Linked DNA regions of Pan troglodytes: region 2 is linked to region 1. The links are chromatin contacts, called in public capture Hi-C maps. All regions are on one chromosome and are shown on one strand. The core of a region is the stretch at or near the end of the contact, and the rest is flanking DNA. Distances in the headings are between cores, read along the strand shown. Region 1 overlaps SGCA (sarcoglycan alpha). Region 2 has its middle 13 kb from the start of TMEM92.

What was found. Capture Hi-C pulls out chosen DNA fragments and counts their contacts.
Region 2: a capture Hi-C map of stem cell-derived neural stem cells shows a contact between it and region 1, with 5 times the contacts expected there. The contact joins two enhancer-like sites. A contact is called at or near these places in 2 of 7 Hi-C or Micro-C datasets (induced pluripotent stem cells and stem cell-derived neural progenitor cells) and 1 of 1 other capture datasets (stem cell-derived neural stem cells).

Annotation. Positions count from the first base shown.
Region 1 is chr19:63,317,986-63,322,253 of NHGRI_mPanTro3-v2.0_pri, reverse strand. SGCA (sarcoglycan alpha) reads right to left here. Exons shown (of 8, transcript XM_054671152.2): 8 at 4,261-4,268. Among named protein-coding and RNA genes, the nearest start is that of H1-9, 5.9 kb to the right of the region's middle. Within about 2 kb of position 1,918, at least 13 of the 24 cell types and tissues checked have an H3K27ac peak or open chromatin away from gene starts, as enhancers often do. A contact at or near this core is called in induced pluripotent stem cells and stem cell-derived neural stem cells, where this site is marked.
Region 2 is chr19:63,424,243-63,428,510 of NHGRI_mPanTro3-v2.0_pri, reverse strand. No RefSeq gene overlaps it. Among named protein-coding and RNA genes, the nearest start is that of TMEM92, 13 kb to the right of the region's middle. Within about 2 kb of position 1,695, at least 2 of the 24 cell types and tissues checked have an H3K27ac peak or open chromatin away from gene starts, as enhancers often do. A contact at or near this core is called in induced pluripotent stem cells and stem cell-derived neural stem cells, where this site is marked.

The sequences.
Region 1 (4,268 bases), core at 669-3,168:
GAGGGCTCTTGTCCAGGAGGGTGGCAGGCCCTCCCCATGCAGAGATTTCAACCCTTTGCAGAGGATGTGCAAGGCAAGGCCAGGAGGGAGGTGAGTTTGGCACATGCTAATGCTGGAGAAAGTGGGATTTTCTCTGCAAAAGACAGTGGGAGGAACTGGGAAGGGGGTACTGAATGAGAAGGGACAGAGAACCATGATGGGGACTAAAACATTTTAGAGAGGGAGGCCACATACATGTGCAAGTTCTGGATGAATTCACTGCTGTGGGGCAAACTCTGCCCGCATGCCAGGGCTTCGCTGCTGAGTTCACGGAGGCCTAGGAGAGCAGGTGTTCTGTAGAAAGCAGGGAAAGGGGCTGAGTTCTGGGTGTGAGTTAATCTGGGATGGAGATACAGGAAGAGCCATGAAACCAGCACAGCCCAATAAAGATACAACCCAAGGCGCGGATGTAATTTTTCATGATCTAGCAGCCATTTAAAAAAAGATAAAAAGGGCTGGGGGCGGTGGCTCACGCCTGTAATCCCAGCACTTTGGGAGGCCGAGGCGGGCGTATTGCCTGAGGTCAGGAGTTTGTGACCAGTCTGGCCAACATGGTGAAATCCTGTCTCTACTAAAAATACAAAAAAAAAATTAGCTGGGCCTGGTGGTGTGCGCCTGTAGTCCCAGCTACTCGGGAGGCTGAGGCAGGGAAATTGCTTGAACCAGGGAGGTGGAGGTTGCAGTGAGCCAGGATAGCGCCACTGCACTCCAGCCTGGGCAATGGAGCAAGACTCCATCTGAAAAAAAAAAAAAAGATAAAAAGGCTGGTGCTGTAGTGCATGTCCTAGCTACTCGGGAGGCTGATGCAGGAGGATCCCTTGAGGCCAGGAGTTTGAGACCAGCCTGGGCAACACAGCGAGACCCTATCTCTACAAAAAAAATTGTAAAAATTAGCCAGATATGGTGGTGAGTGCCTGTAATCCTAGCTACTTGGTGGCTGAGGCAGGAAGATCACTTGAGTTTGAGGTAACAGTAAGCTATGATCATGCCACTGCACTCCAGCCTGGGCAACATAATGAGACCTCATCTCAAAAGAATAAATAAGTATCTACAGGTAAAACTAATTTTAGCAATGTCTTTTATTTAACCTAATGTATCCCCAAATCCGATCGTTTCACCATTACACTGAGGTACATCTCAGTTTGGACTAGCCACATCTTAAGTGCTCACTAGCCACATGGCCTGAGGCTGCTGTACTCGATGGTGCAGCTCTAGGCAGCAGTTCCGTACCAAAGATCATACAAATTTAGGCTTCCACTCCCAATTCACAGGGAGAGATTGAACTTTTTACAAGGTGCAGGTGGAAATGGAGTTCATTTAGCCTGAATCTTAGGGGCCAGGGAGACCCCAGGGACCTCTGGCCTTGGGGGATTGTGTGTGCTTGCATGCAATAATGTGTCCATCCTTGGGAGCTGCCAGAGTGTCCAGTTCCCACAAATTCTCACAACAGCCCCAAGGCGGTTATGATGATCATCTTATAAGTAAACTAACCCTCAGCTGGCTGAGCCAGCTGTTGTGTGGCAGGATCATGATTCCAGTCCTGCTCCGGGGCAGCGTGCAGCAGGGGGCTGAGGCCGGCCCTAGGTGGCGCCTTGAGTCACCAGGTCTGGCTGATAGAGAGGTGGTGAGGGAATGTCTGAGCGTCAGGCCACGTGTGGGTGCTGTGTTTAGAAGGAAGGTGGAGGCCACCCACTGGGTAACAGGGGCAATGCCATCATGGGACTGGAGGAGGCAGGGGTGGAGCAGAGTGTGCAGCTGGGCCAAGTCTCCCGGTGGAGGTGGCGGTGGGGGCGGCTGCCCTTCTTTGTCCTGGGCTGTGGGGGGTGGAGCTTGACTGCTGGCTGGAATCTTGCACGCCAGGGAGGAGCTGTTGCCCAGTGGGGAGGCGCTAAGTATGTCTGTGCCCTCCCGGCATGCTGCCGGGGGCCTCTGGACGTGTGTGCCCAGGCAGGGCTCAGCGTCTTCTGCAGGCACGCCATCCTCCCAGCTACTTGTCTGGGCCGCTTCCTCTCAGGCCGGCAGCCAGGCTCCCGTGTGCTCTTTGGAGCTGAGCAGAGAGAAAGGCGCTGCCAAGACCCCAAGGCAAAGCCGGGAAGTGAGGAGCTGGCCTTGCACTCTCCCAGCCCTGGCCAGCACAGGAAGAGCACAGGAGGCCCAAGAGCTGCCTGGCTGCAGGGGGCGAGCCCAGAGATGAGGGGTGGGCAGCCTCTTCCTCAAGGGAGCAGGGATCAAGGAGCCACCCCAGACAGCAGGCTGGCTGCTGGAGCCTCCGGTCTGCGCAACTCCTGGTTTCCTTCAGGAGAAAGAAAGAAATAGCCAAGGAGAAGCCAGAGGCACCCGCTAGTCAAAGAACCCGTTTGGTTATGGCGTGGGCACCTAAAGAGCTAGTCATTCAACAGGCAATTATTAAGCACGTACACTACACCTCAGCCTGCCTCAGCAGATGCTCACGAAACCAGTGTTTGATGAGTTGATTGACTAACTAATGGGTACAGGGAGGCTCAGGAGATAATGGAAGAAGCTTTAGCCATGGCCTTGCTCAACCCCTGTGCCCTGAGAAGGGGAGCAACCTCCTTAAGAACACTGAGCACAGGAACGGTAGCTCACAGCGGTCATCCCAGCTACTCAGGAGGCTGAGGCAAGAGGACCACTTGAGGCCAGGAGTTCGGGACCAGCGTGGGCAATGTAGTGAGACCCTGGCTCTAAAAGAAAGAACGCTGAGCAAACCCAGACACATGGTGTCCTTTCATGCCTTCCTTCAGAACATCCTTCCTGAGCACTCACTGTGTGCAGGCACTGCACCTGCTGCAGGCTGAAAGAATTGTATGTTCTAGTGCGGAAGAGGACTCGGAATATGTGAGCCGAGACAGCGCAAATCCTCTCAGAGAGCAGGAAGGCCTCGCAGGGCAGGCAGTGGGACCGCAGTGGGACCACAGCGGGGACAGGGAAGGCCTCTCTGAGGAGGTGCCCTTTGGGCAAAGACAGAACCTGCAGTGAGGGGCTAGTTGTGTGGATGTGGGAGCCAGGGCCTCCCAGCAGAGGAAAAGGAGAAGGAGGCTGGAGTGGTGATGCCAGCCCTTGTCTGTGTTCTCTCGGAGTTGCCACTAGGGGAGGGCCTTGCCAGCTGTCCCTCTTTTAGCCGGGCCCCTCTCAGGCTGAGTCCCTGGCCTGTCCTCACGTGGGAGTGGGAGTATATGAGCCTGGATATGGCCAGATGGCAGTGATCGGGGCAGAATTGGCCCCATTTGGTTGTGTCCACCTGGGAAAAACAGGCTCAGGCCTTCTCATGGCCAGCTGAGCTCTTCCGAGCTCATGTGGGGTCAAGCTGTGCTAGCACCACTCAGCCCAACAAGGGTCCCAGGCTGTGCTGTGTCCTCTGCACCCCTGCCCATCTCTGGAGGAGCTCAGCAAGGCAGGGGGTAGTCCTTGAGCCTAGAGCATTCCGGGACCCGCATTCCAACCTCCCTCTTTCCATATCTTTTTTTTTTTTTTTTTTTTTTGAGACAGAGTTTTGCTCTGTCACCCAGGCTGGAATGCAGTGGTGTGATCTCGGCTCACTGCAACTCCACCTCCTGGGTTCAAGTGATTCTCCTGCCTCAGCCTCCCGAGTAGCAGGGATTACAGGTATGTGCCACCATGCCTGGCTAATTTTTGTATTTTTAGTAGAGATGGGGTTTCACTATGTTGGCCAGACTGGTCTCGAACTACTGACCTCAAGTGATCTGCCTGTTTTGGCCTCCCAAAGTGCTGGGATTACAGGCGTAAGCCACCACGCCCGGCCTCGCTCTCCATATCTAGATTGGCTTCTCTCCAAACACAACAGACAGAGGGACTCTCCCTCCAGGGAATCTTGAGGTGCCAAAGAAATCTACAGGTAAGGGTCTGGATTTCCTGCTTCCAGAACCCCTCAACCCTGTAGAAGGCAGGGTGGAGGCAGAAGTGCCAGGGTCAAATTCAAGCTTTGCCACTTGCTTGTTCTGTAACCTTGGGTAAGTCACTGACTCTCCCTTGGTCTCTGTTTCCTTGTCTGTGAAATGGGGATAGTGATCCAGGCATACCTCACTACCAGGTTCGTGGGAGGGCTACAGATAGCAGGTCCTTCCCTCTTTCTTCCAGAGAATTTGAGAAAACAGCAAAATGCCAAGAGTCCAAAGGGCAGGCTGGCAGGCACTGGCTGCCTATGGGGCCTCCCAGAAAGCACAAAGGGAAACAGAGCCAGTGAGGATGGG
Region 2 (4,268 bases), core at 446-2,945, 110 kb before region 1:
AGAAAAGAGAGAGAGAAAGAGAGAAAGGGAGAGAGGAAGAAGGGAAGGGAGGGAGGGGAAGGAAGGAAGGAAGGAATGAAGGAAGGAAGGAAGGGAGGGAGGGAGGGAGGAGAAGGAAGGAAGGAAGGAAGGAATGAAGGAAGGAAGGAAGGGAGGGAGGGAGGGAGGGAATGCTCTGTGCTGTAGAGGCAGAGTCTGGAGGGCAGCCATAAGCTAAGGGCCACCCAGGGTTGCCAGCAGCCGCCAGAAGATAGGCAAGGGCAACCCTAGCCATGCTTGGATTTCAGACTTCTGGACTCCAGAACTGAGAGACAATAAATTTCTGTTCTTTTAAGCCACCCACTCTGTGGTTCTTTGCTACAGCAGCCTGAGGAAACACATAACCCTCTTTTCAGACTCTTGGGGTATTTTATTTTTATTTATTTTTTGTAGAGATGGGGTTTCACTTTGTTGCACAGGCTAGTCTCGAACTTCTGGGCTCAAGCTACCCTCCTGCCTAGACCTCCCAAAGTGCTGGGATTACAGGCCTGAGCCACCACGCCCCGACAAGGGGTTTTTATTTTTTAAAACAGCAGTGGCTGTTCACAAGTGCAGTCATGGTGTACTTCAACCTTGAACTCCTGGGCTCACTTGATCCTCCCGCTTCAGCCTGCGGAGCAGCTGGGACTACAGGTACATGCCACTGAACCCTGCAGAATCTTAGGGGGTTTTGAAGGAAGGAAGGGTCTCGTTTAAGTTTCTCCAGCCCCCAAGCTCCTTCCCTCCTCATGCCTTTGCATATGCTGACCCCTCTGGGAACCTGAATGGTGAAAATACAGCAGCCCTATGAAGACTGGGAGGAGGGCGTTGGGAGGGAGGGAAGTTCCAAGCAGAAAAGCCACCAAAGGCCCTGGGCCAGGCCAAGATTTGGGATAGTCAAGTCCCAGAGAGAAGGCAACTGTGGCTGCCATGCAGTGAGAAGGGAGGAGAAGTAGGAGAAGACGCTTGAGGGCAAGGGAGGGGCCACACACTGCCTAAGTCCTGCCAGCTACGGTCAGGGGTTTGAAGTTTATTCCAATGGGCAACTTTTTTAAAAAAATTTTTTTGAATAGGATCTCGCTCTGTCACCCAGGCTGGAGTACAGTGGTGCGATCACAGCTCACTGCAGCTTCAACCTCTTGATCTCTTAAGCAATCGTCCCACCTCAGTCTCCCCCTGCCCCACCTCCGCACTACCCCGCCCTGCCATCGGATAGCTGGGACCACAGACTCACACCACCATGAGTGAAGCCAAAAAATACAAAAATACTTTTTGTATTTTTTTGTAGAGACAGAGGTCTCTCTATGTTGCCCAGGCTGGTCTCGAACTCCTGGGCTCAAGCGATCCTCCCTCCCACCTTGGCCTCCCGAAGTGCTGGTATTACAGGAGTGAGCCATGGCGCCCAGCCCATTGGAGGATTTTTTTTTTTTGAGACGGAGTCTCGCTGTGTCACCCAGGCTGGAGTGCAGTGGCACGATCTCAGCTCACTGCAACCTCCGCCTCATTGGAGGATTTTAAGCACGGGAATAACAAGTCTTGTTTGCGCTTTAGAAAGATCTCCCTAAGTGCAGTGTGTGGGATAAACTGCAGGGGGCGAGATGGAGACAAGCCTGGAGGCAGAAATCAGGTAGTTCATTAGGATAGGCTGGGCTAGGGATGAAGGTGGCTTGCTCGAGGGCTGTAACCGTGAAATGGTAATAAGTGGGCCTAGGTCTATTTTGCAGGCAGCGCTGTCAGGATGATGGGGTGAGGGAAAAAGAAATCACAATAATTTCTTAGTGTTTTAGCCTACACAGCTGGGCGAATGGGGAGCGCCATCTATTCATGATAGGAGACCTTGGGAAGGACTGGATTTGAGGGGGTGGTGGAGGGAAATTCGAGCCTGCTTTTGGCTGGGAGATGCTCATTAGGCATCCAAGAGGAGGCGTGAGGTAGTTAAATATGTGAATCTGCGTCCCAGGGAGAAGTCTCGGCGGGAGATTAAGTCTTGAGATTCATCAGACCGGAGATGGTCTGTGAAGCCGCAGATCAGGATGACAGCCACTATGGGAATGAACGAAGATGAAGACCGGAGACCCCAAGACAGACCTCCGGGGCAGCCATCACTGAGAGAGGGCGGAGGAGGAGGGGGAAGTGAAGGCTCCTGAGGAGAACGCCATGTGGAGGAGGGAAACCAGGGGAAGGTGGAGTCGGAGACATTGGAAGAACAGGTAAGGAGGCCATGGCCAAGCGTGTCAAATGCCACTGAGATAGGCAGGGGAAGGGACCTTTGGCCTTGGTGACATGTAGGTCACTGATGATCTGGACTAGAGTCATCTCCTGTAAGGGTGGGGACAAACGGCTGCTTGGAGCAGCACAGAATGAAAGTGGGGAGGGGGGAGGTGGAACAGCAGATGCCAGAAGGGCTGGGGGCCTCCAGGGAGAGTTTCTAAAGGAGGAAGGCTGGGCATGTTATAAGCGGATGATAATGATCCGGGAAGGGGAGAAAGGCTCTGCAGAGACAACTGCAGGGCCAGGCCCTAAGGAGCAGGAGGGCTGGGGCCCAGTGCAGGCTGGAGGAGCACCATGCAGCTTCCACTGTGCTCTGGCGGGGGAAGGGGGCACGCGTGGATACTGGGTGGCAGGTGTGGGGCATGGAGGTGAGGTGTGCTGGTGTGGGTGCATCCTTTCTTTCTCTGAAGCGTGTGGTGGCATTGCCAGCTGAAATTGAGGTTGGGGGTGTGGGAGATTTGAAATGAGTCATTTCAAGAGCGGGGAAGTGAAGCTGTGAAAGCACATTGGAGGAACCGAGGGCCTGCGCGAAATGTGTGGTTTTGATTTGGAAATGAGTCTAGTCACACAGGGGTGCTGGTTCTTGAGCCATAGTTGGATCCAACTGGAGTTTGGAGTTTGGAGTTTCTCTGGGTGAGCACAGTGAATGGGGAAAAGGGGTAAAGGATGCAGGGTAGTGACTGTAAGGATGGTTTAAGGACATGGTGATGGCGCTGCCAACAGGCAAAGACTGCTGGCTCAGAGGGCTGGGTGGGCTCAGAGAATTGCTGGCATGGTGTGGTGGTGACACAGGACCTACCTGAGCTGGAAGTACAGGAGGTGATGTTCAGAGTGGGAGGCTTGAGGTGATCAGAGCTGACAAGATAGGGTATGTCCACTTGAGACTGTGGCCAAGGTAGAGTGGAGGAAAGCCTGTTGGTGTTAAGGAGCTTCTCTGAATATTCTTACTTGGCCCTTCCCAACTTTGTTTTTTGTTTGTTTGTTTATTTGTTTTGAGACGGAGTCTCGCTCTGTCACCCAGGCTGGAGTACAGTGGCGTAATCTCAGCTCACTGCAACCTCCGCCACCCAGGTTCAAGCGATTCTCGTGCCTTACCCTCCCAAGTAGCTGGGATTACAGGTGCCCACCACCACGCCCAGCTAATTTTTGTGCTTTTAGTAGACAGGATTTCACCATGTTGGCCAGGCTGGTCTCGAATTCCTGACCTCAAGTGATTTACCCACCTCAGCCTCCCAAAGTGCTGGGATTACAGGCATGAGCTACCGTGTTGGGCCCCTTCCCAACTTTGGATTCAGAGCTACGTCCTACCAGAGCCAGAAGGGGCCGCCCTCTTCACTGTACAGATGGGCACACCAACGCCTGGAGATGTTGGATGCAGAAGGTGAAATGTCAGAAGCTGGAGTCCTGCATCTCAGCTGGAGGGTGAGGTAAGATTCCTGCTGGTGTTTATCCCTCTCCTCACTTCCCTCAGCAGCAGCCCCTTTCTCCTCCCCTCCTGCATCCCTGGAGCAGTGCCTTAAGGCCCTCCTGCTTCAACATGCCCCCCACCCTACAGCCTTTCCTGCATTTCCCTGTCCTCTGGGGAGTCCCTGCAGATAGAAATTCAACTGCACAGCCACGAGGAATATCTCCTTGATGTTAACTAGACTGTGTTTCTTTACAAATATCTGGTGGCAGATCTCCAAATTCATTCATTCATTCATGCACCCATTTAATCTTCATTCATTCATTCCATCTTTCATTATTCACTCATTGGGTTTGAGCAACTAAACCAGCCACGAGGGATGAAATTCTCCGTCACTGTGAAACTGTTCATTCACCCAACCAGCCAGCTCACTGTTTCTGTCATTCATTATACACCTCATAAGTCCTGCATAGGTCTGAGATGTGGGCTTCATGTATGTCTGGCAGGCGTCCAGGCTTTCCCATCATGTGTCTGTCCCCTGGGTCACATCCATGTCAGGTGGGTACCACAGTCT